Regions from separate parts of the Xenopus tropicalis genome. Here region 2 is linked to region 1. Evidence: chromatin contacts called from public Hi-C data. All regions are on one chromosome and are shown on one strand. The core of a region is the stretch at or near the end of the contact, and the rest is flanking DNA. Distances in the headings are between cores, read along the strand shown.

Region 1 (3,038 bases), core at 212-2,711:
AAAAACTGAGCATGCCCACAAGCAAACAGCCAAAGCAAATTCCTGAGGGAGGGGGGAGAGTGGGTTACAGGAGGAGACAGAAATCTAAGTAATTGAGGGGATGTTGCAGCTTTACTATTAACCTCTGCACAACCAGATTGGCAGGTATTGAAAGATTTCAAAGAGGCTGTTCACTGATTACATTTTTGTGTGTGGGGTTTACATGTCCTTTAAGGCAAAATAAAATGGCAGATAAGCTCATTACATCTGTGCATTACAGTGCAATTAAAACAGATGTCACTCTTGCATAAAAGTGCATGGTGTAGAACGGAGAAAAGATAAACAGTATAAAATTGCCTGTATCCTGAAGCAGTTTTCCCTTGCACTCCCTATTTCTCTGCCAAGAGGCTGTAATCTGCTCTGGCAAAATAGAGAAGCAAACTGAAATTGCTTTCCCACATCATCTTAAAAATAGTGCTTGCACCATCATATGTTTTAACTTCTATCAAGATATGGAAATGTGCTGTGCTTCATGCTCTGTTAACAGTAAAGGAAATATAAGATGGGCAAATAGAAAAAAAATGCTGGTCAGCATTAACTAGAAATAATTTGCATTGCACAGGAGCGGAGCCCAGCTGTGACCCACAAATACCTTCAAACTGCTAAGTGGTCTGGAGTAACCCTTAATGGGCCAAGTTAAAGGTCTATGGCCTACCAATTATTTTGATGCCCACTTTAAGCAGCAGCAGTGATTAAACCACTGTGGACCACTGCAGGTAGCTTCCCAGTAATGGCACAGGTAGGGCTGGGGAGATATTAATTTCTGCAGTGCCTTCAGTTTGTAAGACTGATAAGAAGGATCTGCAGGCTGTAACTCTTTCCCCCTGAAAAAGCTAATTGTACTTTTATATGTTTATTGGTTTTTTTGCACTTACTTTGTTTCTTACTTTTGTCATTGTTTTGTTCAATTCTAGTTAGTTACAATGAAGCTCTGATGAGACTGCATAGCTGGGAAACAAAACAATGTTGTGTATCAGTGCTAAAGTTATAGTGCACGGCCTGTATATCTAGCATTAGTATGCACTGCATCTCACTGCATACAATGTTTTGGTTTTGTAAATATAGACTGCATTTCACTGTATATAATGTGCCTGGGATGTCAGTACCCACGCCATCTCTCTCTATAAAACTAAAACACATTTAAGATAACTGATCACTAACACAAATGGATGGAAAAACCCTTACAGAAGTGCATGGATGAATACTTTTAGATCCTAAGCATTTTAGGGTGAAAAAAGCACTCCCACCCACACTTTTGCACAGATCCCTGGAAGTCAGTGGGAACCACAAGAGGTAGTTAAGAAGGTTCATTTTTTTTTTACGCCAGCAGTGAATCCACTAAGTCTTACATTAGCTTTAGGTCAGCCTATGTGTGGCCCATCTTTAGTCTCCTGAAACAAAAGTGTCACCCCTCCGCCTATGAGGAGCTACTGGGGGCATCTTTGGAGGCACCGATCATCCTTGCTAAAGGGCTGTGGTGGCCTTGGGCTGGTACAGAACCCCAAAACACAACGTACAACATTTCTGCCCTAATTTTTAGTTAAGCTTTAGGGCAAGGCAACATGAGGTGAACGGTCAGACTGCAGATAAGTGCAGGCTGAAAACACGCCTGTACGCTTAAAAATTGTATAGTTGTGCCTGTGCCCATAAGCACTGAATGCTTCTGGGTGCAGGCACAATGAGAATATTTTTTTAAGCATATTGCGATTTATCCACAGGCTGACAATATACTGGTGTGACCTCACTCTTAGTTCTCCTTTAACCTATTAAATGTCCATCAACATCTATTACAACAGTTGTTGTTTATGTAGAATGTCTCATCTGAGACAGGAGATGTGGCAGCTCCAACTCATAGGTCTGAAAACTGATATAGATAAAATCAACTTCCTTGTAATTTACTTTCTGTTTAGAAAAAATTAACAAATACAGTATTTAATATTAAAAATAAATCGAATATTTAATTTCAGCACAGCCAGTCATTACCTGTATCTTTCTTCTTGTAATGTTTGGGAAATCAAACTATAGTCTCTTTTGAAATGTACTTTCAAAGTCTCAATATCTTCAGCTAGTTGTGACTGGGCATCTTTAATTTCTCTCAGCTCTTCCAGAAAAACTGAGAGATTGCCATGGCTATCACTGGCATTTGTCCTTCCGGTGTCAAATGTCTGGTTACCATTGCTGTCTGCAGAAGCTGAGGTCCCACTGGAACATTCATCGTCACTTGCATACTTTGGCTTGGTGACTATCGTTGCACTCCCACTCAAGTTTCTGGAATTGGTTTCTGGGTGAAAGTCATCTAGAGTGTTTTTTAGATGAGCAATGTTATCGGCACTTCCAAACTTGTTACGGATCAGATTTGCAAACTCCCTCGACTTGTTGAACACGAACATTGGTGGTGTCAGTGATACACCAGGCACTCCCATTTTACTGGTCTCTCCTTGGCCAGCAGGGCGGCTACCGTTCGTCACATCTTTTAAAGAATGTTGGAGGTCTTTAGAAATGTCCTTAGAGCTTTTACTAGCAGACCCGTTCTGCTCAATTTCCTTTAGTTTTTTGTGATACTGCTCTAGTTTTTTCTGCAGCTGAGCTATGGAATGAGCAGATTTCTGGTTCTTTTTTTCAAATACCTGTTTGATACGTCCAGCCTGCTGCTTGTCAGCACTGTTTACCAGCTTTAAATACTCAGCCACATTGCCATCACGTGCAGTTTGTTCAATCTTTATCTGTTCGGTGACTTTGAGGATTTTTTGCTTCAAGCTGTCTGCAGTGAGTTTGACTTTGTGGAAATCTAGAATGCCATCCGGTAGATCAAAGTTAAGGTTGGTGTCTGATCCTCCACGTCTTATGTTGAGAGGCAAGCTGAGGGTGTTCATTTCAGATCTGTCCACCTAGGAGAGATAATACTGTGATGAATAAAAGCAAAAGGTAACAACATATTTTTACTTCAGATTGGGCTCACATCTGACTACTTGAGAAAAGGGTGTATTTGTGCCAAATTA
Region 2 (3,095 bases), core at 219-2,718, 34 kb after region 1:
GCATACATTTCTGCAAATAAAAAAAAGCACATTGTCCAACAGGAAACATTTAGCAAAAGGTTTACATCCATAGCTGTTAGCATTAGCATCTGGGTTCAATAATACATTGTCTACCAACACTTTAAGGTATGTGATAACACTCTTAATTCAACAGATGATACCTGCTGACATGCTCCCAAGCAAGGATGAAGCTCAGATGTTGCTATATACTACTAAAAAACACTGCTAGTTCAACTATAAGAAGGAATGGTGGAATGTGTAGAGAAATGAAAAATACTTCACTCATTAATCAATTAAGTATTTTAGGCAATAACATTTATATCATGCAGATTAAGGATCCCAGTGCAATTATAATATTTTCCTTATACTTGTTTAATAGGCACAGCTACGCAGCATACACCAGCATTGATAGCTATTCCTATTCCCAGTATTTATTTATCCACACAGCACAGATCAAAAATCCAGGGATCATAAATTCTTTTTCAGAAAGACAATGTGAAATATCCCAATAGCATTAGTTAAGAAACTGATGTAAGTGCTATGGAAACAGCATCTTAATACATTCATGGAACACTTAGAAATAAAAGGCAAGCTCTTGGGTCAGGAGTGTTATTTTATCTTTCTTCTGCACTTAAACTACTCTTATTTTTCTGCCTGAAGCTATGTTTGTGCATAGATACATTCACACAGCACTGACATGAGATAACACAGGGTTTCCTTTTCCTGCCTTAAAATAAAGCCAGTCTGTACAGCATTATGTGGCCACAACAGCATTTATCCTTAGCCAGGGAATGAAAGGTAAGCGTGCATTTCTGTAGATGGGCTCCAGGGAATAACCTGCATGGGCTTGTACATGAGGGAAGCATACAGATATGTCTGACATCCAGCCCTTCAGGTGTTGTTGAACTAAAACACGTAAACAGTACCTGCATATACACACACACAAATAAATGCCACATGGAAAAGATTGCACTGAAAGCCTATGGCAGGTCTCTGTGCACACTTTATGCCCAAACAAAGATGCCAGCAGCAACCAGTGGGCGCCTGGCATACACTCGCTACGGTAGGGTGCTGCCACCCGGTACTGGGGTATATCATTTAGCCATACAGGGCACAACAGTGAAAGGTGTTCAGCCCAACACAGCAGTGCTGTACGGCTCAATACTCTTACCCTAATCTTGCTCCTCCGCTGCCTCTCGGGATCCGAGTAGGTCCTGTCAACTGCTATGCCCGTGTCGCTGCCTGGCATTTTCCCGCTGCTGCCCTCCTGTTATCCAAGCAAATAATGACAACGCGGCTCCGACAGCAGCGGAAAGAAATAGTGGAGGTTCCGCAGCCGCCCGGGCTCTCTAGCAACCCCCAGCCACACGCAGTCTGCACATATTGACTGAGGGGAACGCTGCTCCCCTGCCTTCAACTTTCCTCCCACTGGCTCAGCGCCCAGTGCACACACTGCAGCCACACCGGCCTCCCCGCCGCTCTGTTTGGGCTGTGCTTGTGGGAAGTATGTGTATAACGCCCGGGTGTACTTGGGAGGGGCTTGCCGGAAACACGCCCACCATCGCTGCGCACCCTTTCGCCGCTGGGAGGGGGAACACCCTTGTGTATACAGATAGACTCACAGGCTCATCTCCGGGAAATTGAGTTGTGTCTTCAAAGAGAAGCGCGAAAATAATGGATCACAGCCCTTCCCTCGGGCGCTTGCACAAACATATGTTTCCGCCTCAAGGGAACTTAGATGAAATGATGCCCTAATAAACACTAAAACAACTAGTTAGAATTGATCTATTGACTCTGGAATGACATATTTACAGCAAGCGCTATGGCAAAATACTATTTTACTTGCCTATTGTGAGTTAATGAACATGTGAAAAATGAATCAAATTAACGCCATTTATAAGAATGGGAAGCGTTGGCTTACAATGCAGGTAGGCTATATAGCGTTCAGAAAGCCAGAAAATATAAGCCTTATGCAGGGTTGTGTTTCTTCTGGACAAATCTAGGGGTTTCTCCCATCACTTGTCATAGTTGGTTATGGCCATTAGGGGGGAACATTTTTTGTGTTTTGCCATTATTTTTTTATCAAAGGTTTTTCATTTGAATAAAACATCATAACAAAGGGTACATTTTCACATTGCTCAATCATCAAATGCATATACATTCTGTCATTTCAGCCAAACAGGTAGAAAAAACGCTGAGCTGTGTAAAGAAAGTTCCCATAATGCCTCACTCCTGCACAGACACCCAGACCAGTGTACATGCTCAGTGTGTAAGTCTATGGGGGAGATCCACGAACGCTCCGGATGCATTTTTTTGTAATGATCGGAATTTTTGCGACTTTTTTGTCGCCGTCACAACTTTTTCATATCTTGTACGTATTTTCTGCTACTTTTTCATTGCCGTTGCGAAAAAATCGTATTGTTGCGCCGAGTACGGAAGTTTCTGATTCATTCAAGCTTCGGTATCGTGACTTTCCTTGGGCCAGGTTGGAGCTGCAGAGTGCCATTGAGCCCTATGGGAGACTTTCCTTGGGCCAGGTTGGAGCTGCAGAGTGCCATTGAGCCCTATGGGAGACTTTCCTTGGGCCGGGTTGGAGCTGCAGAGTGCCATTGAGCCCTATGGGAGACTTTCCTTGGGCCAGGTTGGAGCTGCAGAGTGCCATTGAGCCCTATGGGAGACTTTCCTTGGGCCGGGTTAGAGCTGCAGAGTGCCATTGAGCCCTATGGGAGGCTTTCCTTGGGCCGGGTTGGAGCTGCAGAGTGCCATTGAGCCCTATGGGAGACTTTCCTTGGGACGGGTTGGAGCTGCAGAGTGCCATTGAGCCCTATGGGAGACTTTCCTTGGGCCAGGTTGGAGCTGCAGAGTGCCATTGAGCCCTATGGGAGACTTTCCTTGGGCCAGGTTGGAGCTGCAGAGTGCCATTTATTCCTATGGGAAGCTTCCAAAATCATGCAAAGTCGGAAAGGTTTTCCCGCCATTTACAATCGTTCAATACGAAAAAGTCGCGACGGCGACGAAATAGTCACGCAAAATACGTTAAGTCACAACGGCAAAGAAAAAGTTGCGATCTTCAGAAATTTTCATTTCCAATACGA

What was found. A called contact is a pair of places that touch in the nucleus more often than the background predicts.
Region 2: a Hi-C map of brain shows a contact between it and region 1, with 2.3 times the contacts expected there. The contact joins the promoter of tmcc3 here to the enhancer-like site in region 1. A contact is called at or near these places in 2 of 5 Hi-C or Micro-C datasets (brain and gastrula embryo).

The regions. Positions count from the first base shown.
Region 1 is chr3:56,439,315-56,442,352 of UCB_Xtro_10.0, forward strand. It overlaps tmcc3 (transmembrane and coiled-coil domain family 3), which reads right to left. Exons shown (of 4, transcript NM_001078793.1): 2 at 2,023-2,927. Among named protein-coding and RNA genes, the nearest start is that of cep83, 16 kb to the left of the region's middle. Within about 2 kb of position 1,462, at least 1 of the 11 cell types and tissues checked has an H3K27ac peak or open chromatin away from gene starts, as enhancers often do.
Region 2 is chr3:56,473,441-56,476,535 of UCB_Xtro_10.0, forward strand. tmcc3 (transmembrane and coiled-coil domain family 3) reads right to left here and starts at 1,469. Exons shown (of 4, transcript NM_001078793.1): 1 at 1,172-1,469. The coding sequence starts at 1,249.